Regions from separate parts of the Sus scrofa genome. Here region 2 is linked to region 1. The links are chromatin contacts, called in public Hi-C maps. All regions are on one chromosome and are shown on one strand. Each heading gives the region's core, a stretch centred on a gene start, on an enhancer-like site or on the middle of the called end of the contact. The rest is flanking DNA. Distances are from core to core; before and after follow the strand shown.

Region 1 (4,938 bases), core at 1,727-4,226:
CCCAGCCTCCCTCTAGAGTTTTCTGCCTATAGGTGGGTCCAGGGGGTCTCCAGGCTCACTCTGGGGCTCCAGAAGCCCTCCTCGGGACACGAAGGCCTAGCAGGTCTGAGGAATTCCTGGGGTTAAGCTAGATTCTAGAAGCTTCCTCTTTACCTTCCATAGCTGCAGGTTCTTAAATACAGCTCTGCTAAACAGGTCCAGTTTCCACAGAACTGGAGACGCCCTTCCACAACTATTTTCAACCTGCTCTAAATCTCCAGCTTCCTGAGAGTTCATATATGGCAGCAGGTGGGTGGGGTGGGGGAAACGTGGACAGCAGAACAGCAATAAAATTCCCTGACAGCAGTATCAGCAAAATGACAGCGAAAAACCTCTGTAAAACAAGAATGTAAAGCTTTATCCCATCTTTCATAAAAACAAGAGCTTTATCCTATGCGAAAGCATCACAAGAACTAGGATTTTATGCAGGTCAAATCATGTTTGCCAAAGCCCAGAAGTGCACAGAGTAAGTCTCATGAGATGTTATTAGGCACCTGGCCATTGGCCTCACTGTTGGCTCTCCTCCCGCTCCTTACCCCCTGCCAACATTATATAACTTTCCCATTTTGCCTCAGGTCCCAGTCCAACTATTTTGGGTGAAATTTAAAAGAAAGTCATTCCATCCAATAAAAAGTATTATAAACAGTCCCTGTGGTGACGGGTTGTAACTTGCAGCCGAATGCTTCAGCCTCACCCAGAGTCCGGTCATACACACTTGATGTGATGGTTAACACTGAGCCTTATTTGATTAAAGAGGAAAACATTATTTTTATTAGGGAAAACGAGGAATTATTCATTTTTCCCCCACCAAAAGTGTGGAGAAAAGAGTGTCACAAAAAGAAGGGTTGACAAAGTTGCGGTTTAAATACAAAATCTAAACACACCCAGGTAAGATTTATTCTACCCTCTGGGAAGAAATGGAGACATTCACTAGTCTATTCTATTATACATGTATTTATGCATTCTATTATACATGTATTTAATCTGTCATTACTGAGGACAAAACATCAGGCAGGTGGAGCTGTGGAGATAAGAATGCTCAGAGGCCACACACAGAATTCTTGAGACCCACAATTCCTCTGTGGAATCCAGATGCTGATGAGGTCCCCAGATAAACTCCTGGGGTTCAGGGGTCCCTTTGAACTGCTGCTGCTTTGAGCATCCCTGATGACCTTGACACCAACAATCAGAACGGAGAGGCGCTCTCTGCCCACCTCATCTCTCTACAATGAGCATTCTTGGAAAAGTACCTCCACTAAACAACTCTACCCTCTTATCATCTTTTTCTGTCCTCTTCTCTCCAAGTTTCCAGGGGAAAAATTACAGGACTGTGCTTTGCTAACCTCTGCGCTTTTCTGATACAAAGTGTGCCCTCTGTGTCCCAGCTTGGAATTCACAGATTTCCCTGGACCCTTCCTCTGTTCTTCCTCTTCTAAAGCTCCTAGGAGTTCTTGCCCAAGTTTCTCCACAAATTTTTTTTACTCTAGGATTTTATACAGGGTTGAACTTGGGTGGTGGCTTGATTTAAGAGATCATACTTATTTATTCCTGTGTAACTCCTCTCTGCTCCTTTTCTAGAATTTAGTCCAACAAATAAGGCATCGCCTTTAACAGAGCACTGGGGAACATGGACTTAAACTTTGGCACATGTTTTAAGAGCCTCTCCTCTCTTAAGTTAGACTCTCTAAAAAAAAACCCTGGAAACTGGTTTTATTGAAGTGCTTTCCAGTGTTTTCAGCATTTTGGTCCTCTCTGGAAGTTGCTTTCTTTCTGTTTGTAAATCTATACAGTAGTGTCAGTAATAGTGAGAACTAACATTTAAAGAGGTCATACAATGTGCCAGGCAAGCCTCAGAAATAGATATTATTATTCCTGTTTTATAGAGGCAGGAACTGAGGCCAGAGAAAGTCCATAGCACACAGAAGGCGCCCAGCTGGGATTCTCCCCAAGGCTGCGAGCTTAACTATGCTTAAGCTCCGAGGTCAAAGGGATCTGGAGTTCATTCTTATCCTGTCTCCCCCTCCTGGAGCTGGTGACCTAAATAATGTACTCAACCTTTTTGACCCTGAGTTGTTTCCCTTCTAATTAAATCTCGTTAAAGCATTCTTCGAAAGACCAAGCAGTAAATGAGAGGTTTGTGATGGGTCTATCTTGGTCCTAGGCTTTGGAAAACTGGGGTACCATGCACCCCGGCTGAAACCCTTCATAAGCAGGCTCCTTATGAAGGGTCCGGCTCCTCGAAGTGCCCCATCTCATGGTGGGGGTCCCACGACATCAATCCACTTAGGACGTATCATCCAGGGGACTTCTATATCCCTGTCCACCTGGCACGCTGACCGGAGTCTCGCTTTCTACCCACATCGCTCTGCGTCTCGGGCCCAGGCTCGCCACCTGTGCCCCGGAGGCCTCCCTCCCCGTCCAGGGCTCCTCCCCGGGGACTCTGGAGCCTCCCGGGCTCGGCGTCTTACCATGGCATCGTAACCCAAGGCGTTCATGAAGTGCGCCACCTCGGCGCCCTTATACACGGTGAACCAGATGGTGCCCTGGTACTGGTCGCCGGCGTCGAGCAGCAGCACGTGGGGTTCCGCCCGGCGGATCTGGCGCACCTTGGTAGAAAGTCGCGCCACGCCGCCCACGCAGAGGCTAGCGTTGACGCACTTGCTCGAATCGGCGCTCGTCTGCTCCAGGCGGCTGTGCACGTCGTTGGTGTGCAGGATGGTGAGCTCCCAGGCGCCGGCAGCGGGCCACAGCAGAGCGCCCAGCGCCAGGAGCCGCAGGGCCGGGGCGCGTGCGGCTCGGGGGCACATGGCTGCGGCTGGTGGAGAGGACGCGAACGTGGGTGAGTGCGGGAGAGCCGGGCGGGTGGCGGCGAGCGCGGCGGGCGCGGGAGTTAGGCGCCCCGGCCGGCTGGCGGGCTGGCGGGCGGGGCGGGGCCGGGGCGGGCTCTCCTGCCTCCCGGAGGCAGGCCCCAAGGCCAGGCGCACGCCCGCGCGGTCACCCGATCCGACCCTGGCCGCGGGGCAGCCCGGGCGCGGCTCGCGGCTGGCACTCACTCGGGGCGGGAACAGTGGGGAGGTTGTTCCCGGCGGGGGCGGACACGGGCCACAGTCCCGGCCCGACCCGGGAGCCGGGGTTCCACTGAGGGTGGGCTGCTCTTCCCGGGGTGCGAGGGAGGAATTGGAGGGTCCACCCCGCTTCCAGGTCTTTGCTGACCCTCGCCTCTTAAGAATTTTTCTGAGGGGGGATGCGCTGCTTGTGTGGGCTGGTGGTGGCGCGAGCTCATCACTTGAAAGAACGAAAGAGGGAAGAACGAGGAGGTAGAAGGGGAGAGTAGCGAAACGAGGGAGAGGTGAGCTCTGTGCTTTGCGGAGCCAAAGACGGACCGCCAGATGAGACTGTTCGCTTTCCAGTTTAAGAACACACCAAGTCCGCGTTGTTTAGATGTAGAATCTCAGAAGCTGCAAGTCATTCGAATCCAGTCCCACATTTATGGATGAATATAACCATAGCGATAAAACAGCAGCAGTGCGTGGATAGCTAAAATGGACAGTGCGAAGTGAAACCAGTGCGGGTGCCTTCTGTTGCTTTTCTGGGCATTTTTTTCTCTTATTTTTGAGGTTTTAATATTTTAAGAATGGTGTGTGTGTGTGTGTGTGTATTAAACGCACAGCTTTTGGCAAGGAAGGCAATAACAGTAGGGATGCATGCAATAAACCATAATTATAGCCGAATTTAATCTTGCTGCAGAATTTGCCTCTGTTTAACGGATTGATTCCTAAGTGCAGTTGTTAATCTAATTGAGAAGGGAAGGAGATGGGAATTAGTTTGGAGCTCCTACTAGGAGTCTCCTTGTTTATGTTTTACAGAACAGAGTATGTAGTCTTTACACTTTTCCAAAATGCATCAGGCGAGTCCTGTTTTATTTTTTTTAAAGCTTGGGGGGGGCTAAATATACATGATATAATTTATCATTTTAACTATTTTAAGTGTACAGTTGAGTGGCATCAAGTACATTCACATTGTTGTGCAGCTGACTCAGAGAGACAGCAGTGAATGATGGCTTGAAGCAAGATCTCTGCTCAGGAATTGAATCTGGGCAGCCTGGGTGAAATCCAGGAATCCTAGCCATTAGACCAGCTAGAGGTTAGAATTGCCCTGATTCTTGCCCCCTGTTGAAAGCAAGAATGTTTCAAGGAGGCAAAGACTGCAAACAAGTATAAAGTTTGTTATTTTAGACACAGTACAAAATGTGGGAGAGCACACAGAGAAGTAGTTTTTAAAGGGAAGCAAAACAGTAATACACACCCAAAAGAGGAGTGTGGGTGTGGGCTTCCTCCTCAATGAGGATTGAGCCATAGGTGATTTAAATCACTTATATAGGACAGTTCTTCCAGGTCTTTGTTTTTCTTTGGCCAATTATCTTGTTTTATTTCTCAGCCCTTACTGGACCCAAGGCCCTCCCTGATATGCATGGGCATCTTTTGGTCAAGATGGATTCCAGAGCAAAGGGTGTTGGGACAGATTCAGGACTTATTATGCCCTATGCCTCTCCCCCTTTTGACCCCCTAGGAGTCTTTTTGCATGTGTGTTACTGGGGAGGCCTCCTTGACCCCAGGAGTGATTGAGGTAGTTATCTTTTCACTCCAGCTGAGCTCAGTTCCTGCTATTAACTTTCTCCTTGAGGTGTCAAAGAGAAGCCAGGCCTAATTTGCTCATCCTAACAGGTCCCAGCTGTTCTCAGCCCAGGCGCCCAGCTACTTGGTGTCTCACAACCATCACCACCATCCCTCTCCAGAAATTTTTTGTTTTCCCAAACCAAAACTCCGTATCCATAAAATAATAACTTTCCATCCCTCTCTTCTCTCAGCCCTTGGCAATGACCATTCTACCCTCTTTGTC
Region 2 (5,186 bases), core at 2,360-4,859, 37 kb before region 1:
CCTTTGCTTCCATAATCAGCTCACCCCTGGCCAGGGGCTGAGAGAGGCTTTCCCAAGCCAGGGTAAAGCCGGAGAAGGCACAGAAGCAGCAACACAGTGTCTGATGCTGAGAGGGCCTGGACAAGCAAATGGGGTGTGTGTGTGTGTGCTTTCTTTTTAGGCACCCACGGCATATGGAAGTTCCCGGGCTAGGGGTCAAATTGGAGCTGTAGCTCAGGTCATAGGCATGGCAACACTGGATCTGAGCTACCTCTGCGACCTACACCACAGTCTGTGGCAACACCAGATCCTTAACCCACTGAATGAGGCCAGGGATCGAACCAACATCTTCAGAGAGACAGCATCAGGTTCTTAACTCACTGAGCCACAGTGGGAACTCCTGGGGTGTGTTTTAAATCTTATCCTTGAAGAGGGTAGGGTAAACTCGAGGGAGCAGCTTAATTCTTCAATTTTTGTCCTGAAATATTAACCAGAGAGAGAGAGAGAGAGAGAGAGAGAGAGAGAGAGAAGAGAAATCCAGCTATCTAATCTCTAAATTGGTGGATCACTGCCCTGAATTTCACGTACCTTCAGGAATGCTGCTGTTGAGAAGAATGGGATTTCCATGTGAAGTGATGACATTTCCTTTTTCATCAAACTCCACCTTCAAGTAGCCCAGGTATTTGCCAAAAGCATAGGCCTGGACCACAGGAACCTTCCGGCCATCATCGGAGGTGACTATGAATGGGTACTGCCCCTCTGGTACCTCTTTGGAAGGTGGGTTGCCTGCAAGGAAAGATCCAAAGCTGATCAAGTTGACCCCTGTTCCCGGCTGGCTGTGGGCCCGCGGGCTCTGGCGGTGACAGCAAGTTCTGAATGGATGATGCGCCAGCTGCTGCTTCACATAGCTGGTCTTTCAGAGCCTTGCTGGGCATCTGCCCCTGTTTCCGAATGTGCCCTTTTGGCACATAAATCCTTCCATTCTCAACTCAGCAGACACTTGCGAGGCTCTTCCTAAGTCCGGGGCCCTGTGCCCAGTCCTGTGCAGCAGAGAGATGCAACCCTGCTCAGCTATCCTCCTCCATCCGGACCCAGCTCCATCCTCAGCCAGGGAGGATCCTCAAGCCACTTCCCTTCACTGTACTTGGGGCTTCCTCACCTGCAAAATGGGCAAAATAACAGTTCCTCCTTCACAGGGCTGTTGAGAGGGTTACACGTCCAAGCTCCCTCACATAGTGCCTGGCACATAGTAGATACTCAATAAATGTGTATGCCTTTCCCTTATGAGGGGATGGTAACCTCCAGAAACCCTAGACACATGCTCCAGAGCTTAGACTCTAAAGTTCCTGGGCCAGGGATCGAACCTGTTTTACAGCAGTGATGCAAGCCACAGCAGTGACAACGCTGGATCCTTAGCCCACTGAGCTACAAGAGAACGTTCAGAGCTTAGCCTCTTTAGTGGAAAATGAGCAGAAATGACAAATTACTGTTGTTAGTCTTGGCTGCTGAGTTCTCATGGAAGAGCCACATTCATCCTGGTGGCCAACTCGCCCACACACCACCTGCCCTGTCCAGACCGCACACCCCCCAGGTTCTGCCGAGTTCTGTCTCCAAGGGGGGCGCCTGGGGAGAGCTTGGGGGCTACTCAGCAGCCAGAAGCTGAGACCCACCCCTCCACGGCCTCCTGCTTATATGAGCCCTGGGCTCTGATCACCTGGCACATTTCAGTTCTGTAGCTGCACCCCCTCTCCCCAGGAACATTGCACTTTGTATCTCACCTCCACAGAGACCGTCTGTGACCTGTTTGGGCTGTTCTGGGTTGAAGACTATAGAACAGATGCCTTTGACTCACTACTGTTTTTGTTACCTCCCTTGCCACACACCCACCACCAGTGTTTCCTATTAGATATTTACAGAGGGCCCAGGGAAACTCAAACCTGTGTTGGTTGCTCACTGGACCAGTTACAATTACAAGAGTCGACTGGGAGCTAGGCCCTGGGCTACATCTCACTTAATCCTCCAGGCATCCCATGAGGTAGCTCCTATTATTATTATTGGCTGTACCTGCAGCATGCAGAAGTTCCCAGGCTAGGGATCGAACCTCTGCCACAGCAGTGAGAACATTAGATCCTTAACTGCTGTGCCACCAGGGAACTCCAAGGCAGCTTCTATTACTATCTGCATTGTACAGACTAGAACACTGATTGTCACCGGAAAGGTGCCCCAGGTCATGCAGCTGGTGTGTAAAGGAGGGCGGGTTGAAAAGCAGGGCTGCGGAGGTTTATGTTCTCTCCACTCCCCAGCACGGCTGCACTGTGCTGTTCTCAGCTTGCAAGAGCTGGTTTCCCAAGGTCACTCAGCAAAGCAGGTGCAAGCCCAGGAGCTGCACCTTTGTGCCCCAAGCTGCGTCTGGGCTTCCCCTTTTCACCAAAGGCAAACTGAATGTTATGAAAAAGCCAGTCCTGCCTTGCTCCAAAGCCAAGAGCAGCCCCTTCAGCTCAGTAACCACAGAGCAGAAGTGCTGCAAATACCAACACTTCACAAGCAGGAAATAACTATTGCCAACCTTACGTTCCCACTTTCTTGCTCCCTCTGGAAAAAGAAAAAAGAAAGCTTTGGAACTTTATCTTTACAAAAGCACCTGACTTGAGATCCAGAGCAGGCCCTGTCCATCTGCAGTGCACAGCCTCACAGGCGATAGGCGGATAGTGACTATGACTGTTGTAGGTGGTTGATGCATTCATTGCTCGGTAGCAGGGAAGGCAAATGCTTGCATCCTCCTCATTGCGTTCTGTGATGGTCCTTCTTTGGGCAAGGTTGGAGCCTGGTCTTTACTTCAGGGGACCAGAGTGTGGCAGCCCCCGCCCCGCCCCGCTTCTCAGCTGGGAAGGGTTTGAGAAGGTGGTTCCTCCTCTGAGCCCCAAGAAGCTTGGCAAGTTGCAGTTCTCACTATGTCCACCAGGTGGCGCAGAACGCCCCATCCAGGAGGAAAAGGTACTAAGTCTATTTTAGGAAAGAGGCTGCCTTTATTTTCCTGACTTCCATAAATATATTTGAATTTAAATAGATTGTAAAACAATTAAAAAAAATAAAAAGGGAGTTCCTATTGTGGCACAGCAGAAACGAATCCAACTAGTATCCATGAGGATGCAGGTTCGATTTCTGGCCTTGCTCCGTGGGTTAAGGATCCGGCATTGCCCTGAGCTGTGGTGTAGGTTGCAGGTATGGCTCTGATCTTGCGTTGCTGTGGCTGTGGTGTAGGCCAGCAGCTGTAGCTCTGATTCGACCCCTAGTCTGGGAACTTCCATATGCCAAGGGTGCGGCCCTAAAAATCGAAAAAAGTAAAAGAATGTAAAAGTTAGGAATCTATCTGGACAAATGCCTCATCAGATCAGCTTGCTCTTTACAAACAGGAGTTACTAACCCCAGCTCCTGCAGGATGACGATTTTCTCCAGCTCTGAAAGGCCTTGATATTCCTTTCGTTAGAATAAATGACGTGTCATCTGTATTTTAAACAGACTTAATTAGGAACAACGAGGAGGCTTCCCAGTGGCTGAGGCAATGCCAGTTCAGTTTGGCTTAGGTCTGCCTCCTCCACAGCTCAGCCCTCTCTGCTTCCCCTCCACGCGGCAACCCCAGAAAACCACTGGCAGGGAAAGCAAGTCAGGGCTTCACATTTTCCACAGCACTCTTCAGCCAAAGATGCTCATGCCCCAGAAATTCTCTCCAGACCGAGCCACACATCTGCCTTTAGAAACCCAGCTGGTCCTCTCAGCAGGGGAGAAACTGTTTACCAGAACTCAGCTCCAGCCATCTAGCACCTAAATAGTCTTGGCACCAAGCCTGGCGGAGCCCTGAGTTGTGGCTGCCACTTTGAATTGGTAACCTGGCATTTCCTAGCACAGCGAGGGTGCCCAAGGTAACCTAACAGCAGCCCCAGTGACAGCCCCTCAGAATGGTGGGGGTTCCCTGTGCGTGTCGAGACAGGTGCCTGTCCAGTGGCCAGAAGGCGGAAAGGATGGATCCCATGGTGACCGAGAGGTGCCGGAAAGTGAGCCTGAACATGATCACTTGGCTGAATGAATTACAGATTGTTTTAAGGCAGTCCACGCGATGATACTTAATGTCTCATGGAACAGGTTTAAGAACTTCAGAACTTCCTTTAAAGGGACTGCATGGGAGTTCCCGTTGTGGCTCAGTGGTTAACGAATCTGACTAGGAACCAGGAGGTTCCGGGTTTGATCCCTCACCTTGCTCAGTGGGTTAAGGATCTGGCGTTGCTGTGAGCTGTGGGTTGTAGACGTGGCTTGGATCCCGCGTTGCTGTGGCTCTGGCGTAGGCCGGAGGCTACAGCTCCGATTAGACCCCTAGCCTGGGAACCTCCATAAGCCACAGGAGCAGCCCTAGAAAAGGCAAAAAAGTACCAATAAATAAATAAATAAATAAATAAATAAATAAATAAATAAAGGGACTGCATGAAAGTATTTGGCGATTCATCTATTGCACATCAAGACTTTGAAGGGACTTGAGTTTCTCATTTATCTATTCACTTACTTACTTATTTGTCTTTTTAGGGCCACACCTGTGGCATATGGAAGTTTCTAGGCTAGGGGTTGAATCTGAATTACAGCCGCCAGCCTACACCACAGCTACAGCAGCATGGGATCCGAGTCTTGCCGGCCACCTCACCACAGTGAGTGGCAATGCCAATCTCTGACCCGCTGATCAAGGCTAGGGATTGAACCTGCATCCTCATGGATACTAGTCAGATTTGTTTCTGCTGTGCCACAACAGGAACTCCTTGGATGTCTTTCTGATTTTAGCCCAATGCCAATTCCTCAGGAGAACACTCTCTGCTGATCCCCCAGGCTGGGTCAGGTCCTCCTGAATCTGCTCTCCTAGCATCATATGCTTCTCTTTTTATAGCACGCTCTGTAATTATATATAATAGGATTGATTTCTATGCATACTTCAAAAAAATATGATCAGGGTTAATATCCCTTTCAAGACAGTAAGTTCCAGGAGTGCATGGGCTGCTGTGTCTCTGGGGTTGGCCTAGGACATAGTAGGCAGTCGATAAATGTTTGTTGAATGACTAAGCTTAAGTGGGTTAGCCAACACTCTCCACAGATGAGTAGATGCTTTTCCTGTGGAGGAACCCCTAGGTCCAGGGGAGCCAGGCCCCATCCTCCAGCTCCCCTCAATT

Evidence for each region. Hi-C and Micro-C count contacts between places; a contact is called where the count stands out from the background.
Region 2: a Hi-C map of skeletal muscle shows a contact between it and region 1, with 5 times the contacts expected there. The contact joins the enhancer-like site here to the promoter of NT5E in region 1. A contact is called at or near these places in 19 of 47 Hi-C or Micro-C datasets (adipocytes, differentiating spermatogonia, embryonic fibroblasts and 11 more) and 1 of 2 datasets of contacts at active chromatin or transcription factors (skeletal muscle).

The regions. Positions count from the first base shown.
Region 1 is chr1:54,398,824-54,403,761 of Sscrofa11.1, reverse strand. It overlaps NT5E (5'-nucleotidase), which reads right to left and starts at 2,976. Exons shown (of 9, transcript XM_001927095.4): 1 at 2,508-2,976. The coding sequence starts at 2,846. LOC102157437 (a long non-coding RNA gene) reads left to right here and starts at 2,763. Exons shown (of 9, transcript XR_002343406.1): 1 at 2,763-2,878.
Region 2 is chr1:54,435,729-54,440,914 of Sscrofa11.1, reverse strand. NT5E (5'-nucleotidase) reads right to left here. Exons shown (of 9, transcript XM_001927095.4): 4 at 568-765. Among named protein-coding and RNA genes, the nearest start is that of NT5E, 38 kb to the right of the region's middle. Within about 2 kb of position 3,609, at least 6 of the 83 cell types and tissues checked have an H3K27ac peak or open chromatin away from gene starts, as enhancers often do.